2 separate regions of the Macaca mulatta genome follow, and region 1 is linked to region 2. The links are chromatin contacts, called in public Hi-C maps. All regions are on one chromosome and are shown on one strand. Each heading gives the region's core, a stretch centred on a gene start, on an enhancer-like site or on the middle of the called end of the contact. The rest is flanking DNA. Distances are from core to core; before and after follow the strand shown. Region 1 holds the start of ESCO1 (establishment of sister chromatid cohesion N-acetyltransferase 1). Region 2 holds the start of MIB1 (MIB E3 ubiquitin protein ligase 1).

The links. A called contact is a pair of places that touch in the nucleus more often than the background predicts.
Region 1: a contact with region 2 is called in a Hi-C map of fetal cortex germinal zone, with 2.5 times the contacts expected there. The contact joins the promoter of ESCO1 here to the promoter of MIB1 in region 2. A contact is called at or near these places in 2 of 14 Hi-C or Micro-C datasets (CD4 T cells and fetal cortex germinal zone).

Annotation. Positions count from the first base shown.
Region 1 is chr18:70,806,003-70,812,377 of T2T-MMU8v2.0, forward strand. It overlaps ESCO1 (establishment of sister chromatid cohesion N-acetyltransferase 1), which reads left to right and starts at 2,498. Exons shown (of 12, transcript XR_013408155.1): 1 at 2,498-2,787.
Region 2 is chr18:70,663,825-70,669,966 of T2T-MMU8v2.0, forward strand. MIB1 (MIB E3 ubiquitin protein ligase 1) reads right to left here and starts at 2,554. Exons shown (of 20, transcript XM_015121656.3): 1 at 1,528-2,554. The coding sequence starts at 1,756.

The sequences.
Region 1 (6,375 bases), core at 1,248-3,747, 140 kb after region 2:
CACACCTGTAATCCCAGCCCTTTGGGAGGCTGAGGCAGACAGATCACGGGAGGTCAGGAGTTTGAGACCAGCCTGGACAACATGGTGAAACCCTGTCTCTACCAAAAACACAAAAAATTAGCTGCATGTGGTGGTGGGTGCCTGTAGTCCCAGCTACTCGGGAGGCTAAGGCAGAAGAATCGCTTGCACCCAGGAGGTGGAGGTTCCAGTGAGCCAAGATCGCACCACTGCACTCCAGCCTGGGTGACAGAGTGTAACTCCATCTCAAAAAAAAAAAAAAAAAGAAAAACAAAAATGGAGTTCTTGCAATTCATCAAGCTTACTCCCTCTCCAGCCTTTCGTACATGTAGTTCTTAATCTGGCTAATGCCTACTCATCGCCTCTCAAGTATGTGGGGCCAGCATTATTATTTGTATGGTAGTGACGTGTCTCCCAGATGGCAAATTGAAGTGTCATCGTCCGTTGATTTATCCTAAATTGCTATACTTTTTCTTTATTTTCTAGCTCAAACATTTTTTAGGATTTTTACTTTCTCATAGTATAAAACCATCAAGAGTCCTGAAATAAAGTCAACAAGAGTGGGGCAACAAATAATGCCTTAATTTCCTGCTAGCAGGAGGATTAATCTGAAAGTGAGATTGTCCTGTCCTCTGTGATTTGGCAGAGGTTTTATCTGTTGCAAGCATTTAGACTGGTCACGAGAAAGAAAAGGAACAAGGAAATGGGAAAATAATACATGGAGCAATGCAACCATTCCATTATCAGTTTTCAGAAGTAGATGTCCTACTGATAAGCAAAGGCAGAAAAGTATATACTGCAATTTAGAGTCAGCAAGGAAACAACCAATTTAAACAAGTCCGGGAAATTACATTAATGGTTTTGAGTTCAGCAGGAGAATGTGGCCTTGTAATTCTTGCTGTAGGGGGTGTTAAAAAGACCTTCACCACTTATGTAACTATAATGTTGAGCACCATGATGTGTCATCTGGGTTATAGCATTTATTTCTAGCACTGGTACACAGCAAAGTTGAAACAAAGATCTCCCCAGGACCTTCTTGGGAGCTCTCAGGAATGGGGGCCACTCTTTTCACTGAAACCAGTTGGCTGTGAACTTATGTAATTTCTGCTGAGTTGTCAGGAAAGCATATTTGAGAATGAAACTAATGCAGATGAAAGAAGAGCTGGGCATTGTAGAGTGTCCTGCTGACATCATCTGACATCCTCAAGTTTTAGGATGAGCTGAGGTCAGCTGCTCCATCGCTCCTGGTTATGGTAGCAATATATATTTTTCTTTTTTTTAATGTTGCTTACATGAGTTTGAGCTGGATTTCAGTCATTTTCTAACTAAAGAGACCTGACTAACATTTTGTTTGGATTATCAAACACTATTTTTCTAAGTTGAATGTCTTCCTCCAATTATCTGAAAAAAATAATTTCTTGGTAGTCTCAGACCCTCTTTGAACTAAAACTTGTGATTCTTTCTTTTTTTTTTTTTTTTTTTTTGAGACGGAGTCTCGCTCTGTCGCCCAGGCTGGAGTGCAGTGGCGCTATCTCGGCTCACCGCAAGCTCCGCCTCCCGGGTTTACGCCATTCTCCTGCCTCAGCCTCCCGAGTAGCTGGGACTACAGGCGCCCGCCACCTCGCCCGGCTAATTTTTTTGTATTTTTAGTAGAGACGGGGTTTCATTGTGTTAGCCAGGATGGTCTCGATCTCCTGACCTCGTGATCCGCCCGTCTCGGCCTCCCAAAGTGCTGGGATTACAGGCTTGAGCCACCGCGCCCGGCCGAGAATCCCCCAATTCTCCCGAGTAGCTCGGATTACAGGCGCACGCCACACCGCCCGGCTAATTTTTGTATTTCTAGTAGAGACGGGGTTTCACCATGTTGGTCAGGCTGGTCTCGAACTTCTGACCTCAAATGATCCACCCGCCTCTGCCTCCCAAAGTGCTGGGATTACAGGCGTGAACCACCGCGCCCGGCCCCACCCTCCTTCTTTACATTGGCTCATATGGAAGACCAAAGGCACTTGGATTGTACGTCGCAGACAGAAGCAGCCAAAACCTACATAGCAACCAGTTGCGACAAATTTCCAAGGTAAACCACGGCCGCAGGGGGCCTCGGTGGTTTTCAGCTCAAAGCGATGACCCCAGGAAGGACAAGCGGCCGCCGCTAGGGGGCGCCGCCACTTCCCCGCCAGGCGACCACCCGCGGAGGCGCGCGCGCGAGGCCTCCCACCGCGCCTGCGCTGAGGATGGACACTAGCTCGCCTTTCCCCGACGCCCAGCCGTCCGGGCCGGGGTGAAAAACTGCGTGACACGCAGCGAGCGTGGCGGCCATCTTCGTCTTCTGGGCACGTCAGCTGAGCCGGTTAGGGCTGAAGAGAAGCGTTGCGCAAGCGCACCCAACACAGTCACAGGTAACTCCCATCTGACGAGCGAGGCGTCGCCGTCGTCGCCGGAAGTTTGGTGTTTGCGCCGCGGGGGAGGCGGCGGCCGCAGCAGTAGCAGCTGAGTGTCTCCTGATACCCGGATGTGAGGCGATCCGCTGGCTCTGGTCTGACCCTCCGCCAGGCGAAAGGAAGGTACGCGAGCGTCCCTGACGGTCCCCGCCGCCTGCGTCCTCACCACCCTTTTGCCAGCCTCTCCAGGGAGCGGACGGTTCTCCCTCTTCCTGTTCCACCCTCGGTGGCGTGTTGCCTCGCACGCCGATTCCTACTGCTTCGGTCCCAGCTCTTCGCGCCCCTGAGAGGGAGGCGGGAGGCTCTGGGCTCCGAGACGCCGTCGCCTGAGGTAGGCAGCTAACCTGCTCGCGCGGCCGAGCACCACCTGCCGCTGCTTGCTGAGCGGTCGGAGTTCATAAGGGTGGTGACCGCGGACGGGGCAGGGTCGGAGTTCCTAGCACGGCCGCGAGGGCTCCGGGAGCCCCGAGGTGGCGTGCAGCCATTGCTAGCACCGGGGTGGCGCCGGCGCTGGTCCCGCAGGTAGCCCCGAGCCCCGTCTCCGCCCCCAGCGTCTTCTCTTCCCAGCGCTTCCCCCGAGCCAGTCGCTCGCTCTCCCCCGCCGCAACTCGCTGACCCGGCCTGAGCCTGGAGGCCTCTACAGTCTGCGGGGTGCGATGTGGGGTCCTGGTTTTACAGCCTTGAGCTTGGAAGGGGAGCGGGCCCAAGGTCATCGAGTAACTTGGGCTGGAGATGGGGGTCTCGGCACAGGTAGGGCGGCTCTGTAGTAGAAATGAGTGCATTGAGGGCCGCAGTGAAGTTGATAGCGATGGAGAGAGGCGAGCCAAAGAGAATTGGGTCCTCGATTTTTATCACGGTTCGAGATTATTTTAATATGGGGGTTTATTTTGCACAGGCAGAATGGGATAGCAAGTCCAACAATTATGAGACTACCTCCTCTCCCTCCGCCTCTCAATGACGCGTCCGGGGATCCGGCGTGTACTGTATTTCCCGGGGCGATGGGGAAGCAGCAGGGACCGGGGAGAGGGGAAGAAGGAGCTCAAGCTTTGCGATTTGAGAAGTGCTATGAACCATCTTTTCTGTAGTCTTAGCTGCAGTGAGATTCCTTTAAACAGGAATCGCAGCACACGGTATCTAAATATTATTACAAAATGATATCTCAATAAATAACCTTCGCAGGAAACAAAAGCGCTACTTGGTGGCATAAGGTGTGGTTAGTCCCCCCGCCAACCTTTTTTTTTAAAAACTGGATAAAACTTGGATTTCAGTTGAAAACATCCAGGTTGCGGTGAACTATGCTAGATTCATTTTGTCTTCCGATCTAGTCCTTAGTTTCTGCTTTACACAGGACACCAACACTAATAAAGTTTTAAGTTATTTTATTTTGAGACGGGGTCTCGCTCTGTCGCCCATGCTGGATTGCAGTGGTGTAATCACGGCTCACTGCAGCCTTGACCTACCTCCCCGGCCTCAAGCAATCCTCACACCTCCGCCTCCCTGAGTGGCTGCGACTACAGGCGTGCGCCACTATGTTAGGCTAAGTTTTCTGTAGAGACGGAGTTTCGCCATGTTGCCCAGACTGGTCTCGAACTCCTGGGCTCAAGTGATAACCTGGGCCTCCAGAAGTGCTGGGATTACAGGCCTGAGCCACTATGCCTGGTGTGTGTGTGTTTTAATTGAAAAGCAAGAAATCTAATCAATGGAATTAGACATGGGAGTAGGATGAGAAGTGCTTTAAAAAGTACTTAATTTGGAAGCCGCAAATTGAAGCGTAGAGCATGTGAGGAAATGAGGAAACTAGGACTGTAATAGAGCCACTTTTTCCCTTTTAGGCAGAATGCCGGATATGACTGTTGGGTCAGATGTGTGACTTTGGAAGCACAATTCCAAAATTTGTCCTGGCTTATGAGCTAGAACTCTTTTGTCATTGCTAACTGTGGAAAATATGCTATTGTTTCACCTTTCTCAATCAATATTATAATCCTGTAGTGAACAAGTAGTTGTTTTTTTTTTTGAGATGGAGTCTCACTCTGTCGCCTGGGCTGGACGGCAGTAGTGAGATCTCGGCTCACTGCAATCTCCGCCTCCTGGGTTCAAGCGATTCTCCTGCCTCAGCCTCCCGAGTAGCTGGGATTACAGACAGGTGCCACCACGCCCGGCTAATTTTTTTTTTATTTTTAGTAGAGCTAGGGTTTCACCGTGTTGGCCAGGCTGGTCTCGAATTTCTGACCTCAGGTGATCCGCCCGCCTTGGCCTCCCAAAGTTCTGGGATTACAGGCGTGAGCCACCATGCCTGGCCAGGTAATTTTTAAAATGTCCGTCCCATACAAGGTGCTGGCATTTAAGTTGATGAATTGTGCTTCACAGAATAACTAAAAAAGTACCCTAATTAATGAATGCCATTAACTTCTTTTGCCAAATAGTCCTTTTTAGCTTGGTAATTTATTAGGCAGAGCTGATTGTATTTATTCTGTTAATGAAGGTGACCAGCGCTGCACAGTTCAGAATAATGGATTGTTTTTGTAATAGTTAAATACTTTTTCATGACTTTTTTTTTTTTTTTTGAGATGGAGTCTCACTCTGTTACCCAGGCTGGAGTGCAGTGGCGCGATCTCGGCTCACTGCAAGCTCCGCCTCCGGAGTTCACACCATTCTCCTGCCTCAGCCTCCCGAGTAGCTGGGACTATAGGCGCCCGCCACCACGCCTGGCTAATTTTTTGTATTTAGTAGAGACGGGGTTTCACCGTGTTAGCCAGGATGGTCTCGATCTCCTGACCTTGTGATCCACCTGCCTCGGCCTCCCAAAGTGCTGGGATTACAGGCGTGAGCCACCGCGCCGGCCTACTTTTTCATGACTTTTATTGGCAGATTTTTGTTCCACATAGAGTTCTTGGAATACCTTCTATTGAAGGTGATTAAAATTTAGGTACCAGAAACCAACTCCAGTAAAATTGTTACTGTAGATAATTAACTTAAGGACTGTATTACCCCTTTTGTAACCCTGACTTTCATATTTTTCTGTGGATCATTCAATGGAAATTCTTTGGTTCTGTTTTTTCTGTATAAGTTCTGTATTATAGCTGTATTATAATACTGTAGTTACTTGGCCGGGTGCGGTGGCTCATGCCTGTAATTCTAGCACTTTGGGAGGCCAAGGCGGGTGGATCACAAGGTCAGGAGTTCAAGACCAGCCTGACCGGCATGGTGAAACCCCACCTCTACTAAAAATACAAAAATTAGAAGGGTGTGGTGTCAGGGGCTTGTAATCCCAGTTACTAGGGAGGCCAAGGTAGGAGAATCATTTGAACCCGGGAAGTGAAGCTTGCAGTGAGCCAAGATTGCGCCACTGCACCCCACGCTGAGTGACAGAGCAAGACTCTGTCTCAGGAAAAAAAAAAAAATACTGTAGTTACTTTTGGCAAATAAGAGCATTCTGTTAACCCAGCCATCATGTCTTGTCTTTTCCTCAGGGGAAGGGGCGTATACATCTTATCTTGATTGCATTACAATGCTTAAAGGAAGACGTATCCTATGCTCTCTTCAGCTTCCTTTAAACTTTTGTGGCAGCATATGTAAGATTCACACAAAAACTCAGAGGGTAAATTAAAAGGAGGTAATAAATACTACTTTAATGTAGTGATTCTCAAACATTTTGGTCTTAGGATCCCCTTAACACTTAAAAATTATGGGACTCCAAGTAGCTTTTGCTTATATGAGTTTATATCTATTGATAGTTACTGTATTAGGAATTAATTTCGTATATATTCATATGAAATAATTAAACTACAGCTTAATATAAATAACATTTTAATTTTAATTAACTTTTTTTTTTTTTTTTAAGTAATGGGCTCACTGTGTTGTTTAGGCTGGCCTTGAGCTCTTGGGCTGAAGTGATCCTTTTGCCTCGGACTCCCAAATA
Region 2 (6,142 bases), core at 1,304-3,803:
AATACTATGCAGCCATGAAACAATGGAACAATCACCAATATAATTTAGTGAAAGAAACAAAAATGCAGAGGAGTGAATATAGTTATCATTTGTACTTAAAAGGGGATTAGATTTATAGTATAGTCACACACATGCTTGCCATGCAATAGAGTATTCTGTAAGACTACACAAAAAACTGATAACAATGGCTGCCCCTTTTTGGGCTGTTGAATCTTTTCATTTTCTTCTGGTCATGTACATACACTCTTTTTAATATTCAGAAAGCTATCTAAAGCCTGACCTTGTGGCTGACTCCTGTAATGCCAGCATTTTGGGTGGCTAAGATGGGAGGGCTGCTTGAGGTCAGGAGTTCAAGACCAGCCCAAGAAATAAAGCGAGACAACTGTCGCTTTAAAAAAAAATTTTTTTTTAATAATTGTTTTTAAAAAACTGGCTAAGGAATACAATTTGTTGAATTAGCTGTTCAAAAATTGAGTTGGCTTGTGTTAAGTTCTTTATTGCTACTAATAATAACTATGAGCCCATTCCAAGATTTGTAAGGCCTTGCCAAACTCAATCAATGTCTTAGAAGCAGCTCATTTAGGAATACTGAAAAGTACCCAATTTTAAATGTGAACTATTTTCTACAGAATCAAGGATAAATAATACCAAAGATGAATCTATATGAAAATGAATTTGAAATTTATTTTGTGAAAGCAAGCCTTTGGTTTAATCATTTAGAAACTCTAGCGTCAATAACAGACCCCTAAAAGTCACTAATCAAGATTCACTAATCAAGGATCCTGACTCACTGCTAGGTGAATGGGTAAGATTCTGACATCACCTTACTGAGACGGATGTTAGTGTAACAAAAAATAAAATCAGGTGTCCCCTATGCCGATCTGCCACTTGGAAAAAGTATTTAACACAAAGAAATGGTTCAAGAGCTCAGGCTGGTTTTCCCTCTATTGATATAAAGATACAAAATAGAACAATATGGATGAAAAATCATTCCACAGAGTCCCAAGTAACATTTGGCTACTGAACTCCAAGTCATTCTGTGTCACAGGCGGTAAGAAAAAAGGCATCTCCACAAATCCGAGGTATGAACGGCCCCTCGGCAATTGTAAACGGTCAACTGAGCACCATATGGCAAGGCAAGCCTCCCTTCAGACAGTTATCACTTGGTGGCTGATTAATTTCAATGGCTTATTAGATAGGCCTCTCCAGACTCCTTCCCAAGAGGAGGAGTCGGGTTGGGGGAGCTGTGTCTGTTCTCTTCCCGGTGCTTTGTGTTTTCCAGGCTTGAAAGCATCCCGGTGATGGTGCTGCCATCATTTCCCTTGGGGGTAGGGGGTCTTTTCTGTAAGTTTTTGTTCACCCGTTCTGAACCTAGAATTCCCTTTGCGCTTTCCCTTTCCGCTCACTCCAGCCGGGCGCTGCCCACCAGGTGTCCCACCGCAGACCTCTCCCCGCGCCACCGACGTCCACCGCAGCTCGACCCTTCCCCCCGCGCGCGCAGGCCCGGGCCAGGTGGCCGCGGCTTACCGGTGGGCGCGCTGTCCAGGATGCGGAGGTCGTAAGCCCCGGAGCAGCGGTAGTTGGCAGCGGTGCCGTTGTCCCACACTACCACCACCTCCTCGGGGCTCTCGAAGCTCCGGACGGTGCCCACATGGCCCTCGCCGCCGTCCTGCTTCCCCCACTTCCAGTCCGGGCCGCGCACTACCCGAGCGCCAACCCCTTCCACCATCACCCGGTTATTCCGGGAGTTACTCATCGGGGCCCGGGCGGTGGGCTCCGCCGCTGCCGCCGCCGCCGCCGCTGCCGCCGGGGGGCCCGTGAGGGAGTTGGGCCCGGGCCGGACTCTCGGCGCCGGCGGGGGCGGCAGCGAGCCCCGGGGGACGTGGGAATAACTCACGGAGGCGGCGGCGCGGTCCCCGCGGAGCCCAAAGCCGCTGCCCAGCCGTCGCCGCCGCGCCCCCCGCTCGGACTGGAGGGCGGCCCGCGGCTGCTCGGAGGCGGCGGCTGCTAGCGGGCGGAGGGGAGGGGGCCGTGGGCGGGGACTCTCCCGCTTCCTCCGGGCTCCCCGGCCAGGCTACAGCGACGGCCGCCAGGAAACCACGCTCTCCCCCGGCCGGGAGCGCGAGGAGCGCAGGGGGCCGGGGGAGGTTAGCCCGGGGGGGGCGGCGAGGGCGGCGGGGAGCAAGCTTAACTGCCGGCCTTTCTGCGACCCCGGGCCCTGGCTCCGGGGAGGGAGCCCGAGCGCCGGCGCCGCCTCCTCCCCCGTGGGCAGCGGTGGTACCTCCCGGCGTCCGGCGAGGGCCCGGGCCCTCTGGCCCCCTTCTCTCTGCCCCCGCACCAACCGCCGCGCTCCGCCCCGCCACAGAGTCCCAGCCCGGCGAGAGCGGCTCCACATCCGGGTACCGCCGTACCCACGGCCGGAGCGGCACCTTCTCAGAGCGTCTAGGAGGGGGATCCTCGGCAATAATACAGTGGGAAGGGTTTCGGGGAGCCGCGCGATCGCGGGAAGAAAGGAGGAGAAAACCGATCCCTAAGCGGCACTCCAGGGTCCAATGAGAATGCGCATGCGCGCGGTCTAGAAAAAGGGCGGATGGGAAGCCCAACCCCAGCCTCCGGCGATGGAGGGGCGGATCCCTGGAGTTGCCGCCCGATGGTGCCGCGCGCCCAATGAGCTGTGAGGAAAGCAGTTGGGCCGTCCTGGAGGCGGGGCTGGAGAAAGTGAGGGTAGGGAGGCTACCCCGGCTGCCGAAATTGGACGGCTGTGATGTGGCCAGTTTTTCACTGACTGCTAGTTTTCCTAGGCGAACTAAGTGTGAATAGGGGATTCCATATTCTTTTAGTCTTCTTTTTTAACGAAGGCAGAAATACATCCACCGATTCAGGGCGACCTGTATTTGTGTGGGTGTAAATTGAAAACATTTAGGCCGGGCGCGGTGGCTCAAGCCTGTAATCCCAGCACTTTGGGAGGCCGAGGCGGGCGGATCACAAGGTCAGGAGATCGAGACCACAGTGAAACCCCGTCTCTACTAAAAATACAAAAAATTAGCCGGGCGCGGTGGCGGGCGCCTGTAGTCCTAGCTACTCAGGAGGCTGAGGCAGGAGAATGGCGTGAACCCAGGAGGCGGAGCTTGCAGTGAGCCGAGATCGCGCCACTGCACTCCAGCCTGGGCAACAGCGTGAGACTCCGTCTCAAAAAAAAAAAAAAAAAAAAAAAAAAAGAAAACATTTAAAACCAGACAGAGCAGGTGGTTAGTAGTGTGTTTTTAAGCTGAACAGCATGGTATGGAATGTTGTGAGCCATGGTAAAACCTTTTAGAAGGTGTGTCTTGCGTTTATGCACAAGTAGGGTGGTAGGTAGACTCATTAATAATTGCCTCCACTCACGAAAAAATTTAGTCCCTAATTACAAAATACAACCTTCAAAGGAAGATTCGAGGATTATAAACGAAGTTTCTGGTTGCCATTATTCAAATGACATTATGCTGCGTAGGGTTTAAAACCGTTGTTTCCACAGGCCAGCACTGTTGGCACTGTCAACATGCATTGTTAGCATAAACTGTTGCTTTTCCTGATAGTCAAGAGGAAACTCTAACAGAATGGATAATCAAGGGGAAAGACAAGAGAAGTGATGTAAAATGTACCCAAGGAATTATTATGTACTGAAATAAAATGTTTTTTGGTTTGGTTTTTTTTTTTTTTTTTTTTTTTTTTTTGCTTTGTTTTTGAGGCAGAGTCTCGCTCTGTCATCCAGGCTGGACTGCAGTGGCGCCATCTCGGTTCACTGCAACCTCCTCCTCCTGCGTTCAAGGGATCCTCCCACCTCAGCCTCCTGAGTAGCTGGGACCTCAGGAACGCTCAACCACGCCCAGCTAATATTTTGTATTTTTGGCAGAGGCGAGCAGGGGGCAGCCGGGGAGCTTTTTGGGGCGTGGATCTCACTATTTTCCCTGGCCGGACTGACTGGTGTCGAACTCCTGAGCTCAAGCAATCCTCCCACCTCAGTCTCCCAAAGTGTTTATCCCAGGGATAAAGCAGACTTGATCGTGGTGGATAAGCTTTTTGATGTGCTGCTGGCTTCTGTTTGTTAGTATTTTATAGAGGATTTTCGCGTCGATGTTCATCAGGAATATTGGCCTGAAATTTTCTTTTTTTGATGTGTCTCTGCCAGGTTTTGGTATTAGGATGATGCTGGCCTCCTAAAATGAGTCTTACGAAGGAGGGAGGATTCTCTCTCTTTCTATTGTTTGGAATAGTTTCAGAAAGAACAATACCAGCTCCTCTTTGTACCTCTGGTAGAATTCGGCTGTGAATCCGTCTGGTCCTGGACTTTTTGTGGTTGTTAGGCTATTAATTATTGCCTCAGTTTCAGAACTTGTTATTGGTCTGTTTAGGGATTCCACTTCTTCCTGGTTTAGTGTTGGGAGGGTGTATGTGTCCAGGAATTTATCCATTTCTTCTAGATTTTCTAGTTTATTTGCGTAGAGGTGTTTATAGTATTCTGTGATGGTAGTTTGTATTTCTGTGGGATTGGTGGTGATATACCCTTTATCATTTTTTATTGTGTCTATTTGATTCTTCTCTCTTTTCTTCTTTATTAGCCTGGCTAGTGGTCTATCTACATAGCTGATCTTTTCAAAAAACCAGCTCCTGGCTTCATTAATTTTTTTGAAGGGTTTTTTATGTCTCTATCTCCTTCAGTTCTGCGCTGATCTTAGTTATTTCTTGTCTTCTGCTAGCTTTTGAATTTGTTTGCTCTCACTTCTCTAGGTTTTTGTTTTGTTTTGTTTTGTTTTGAGATGGAGTATCACTCTGTCGCCCAGGCTGGACTGCAGTGGCGCTGTCTCGGCTCACTGCAAGCTCCGCCTCCTGGGTTCAGGCCATTCTCCTGCCTCAGCCTCCCGTGTAGCTGGAACCACAGGCGCCTACCACCACGCCTGGCTAATTTTTTGTATTTTCAGTGGAGACAGGGTTTCACCATGCTAGCCAGGATGGTCTCGATCTCCTGACTTTGTGATCCGCCCACCTCAGCCTCCCAAAGTGCTGGGATTACAGGTGTGAGCCACTGCAGCCTGCCTCTCTAGTTATTTTAATTGTGATGTTAGAATGTCGATTTTAGATCTTTCCTGCTTTCTCTATGGGCATTTAATGCTATAAATTTCCCTCTACACACTGCTTTAAATGAGTCCCAGAGATTCTGGTACATTGTGTCTTTCTTCTCATTGGTTTCAAAGAACATCTTTATTTCTGCCTTAATTTCCTTTTTTACCCAGTAGTCATTCAGGAACAGGTTGTTCAGTTTCCATGTGGTTGTGCGGTTTTAAGTGAGTTTCTTTTTTTTTTTTTTTTTTTTTTTTTTGAGACGGAGTCTCGCTCTGTCGCCCAGGCTGGAGTGCAGTGGCCGGATCTCAGCTCACTGCAAGCTCCGCCTTCCGGGTTTGCACCATTCTCCTGTCTCAGCCTCCCGAGTAGTTGGGACTACAGGCGCCCGCCACCTCGCCTGGCTATTTTTTTGTATTTTTTAGTAGAGACGGGGTTTCACTGCGTTAGCCAGGATGGTCTCGATCTCCTGACCTTGTGATCCACCCGTCTCGGCCTCCCAAAGTGCTGGGATTACAGGCTTGAGCCACCGTGCCCGGCCTTTAAGTGAGTTTCTTAATCCTGAGTTCTAATTTGATTGCACTGTGGTCTGAGAGACTGTTTGTTATGATTTCCATTCTTTTGCATTTGCTAAGGAGTGTTTTACTCCCAATGATGTGGAATAACCAGCTAGCCTTATAATGACAGGATCAATTCACATATAACAATATCAGAATTTTAGAATAAGTGCACTGTGGTGCTGAGAAGAATGTGTATTCTATTGATTTGGGGTGAAGAGTTCTGTAAATGTCTATTAGGTCTGCTTGGTCCAGAGCTGAGTTCCAGTCCTGGATATCCTTGTTAATTTTGTCTTGTTGATCTGTCTAATAGTGACATTGGGGTGTTAAAGTCTCCCACTATTATTGTGGGGAGTCTAAGTCTCTTTGTAGGTCTCTAAGAACTTGCTTTATGAATCTGGGTGCTCCTGTATAGGATGCATATATGTTTAGGATAGTTAGCTCTTCTTGTTGAATTGATCCCTTTACCATTATGTAATGCCCTTCTT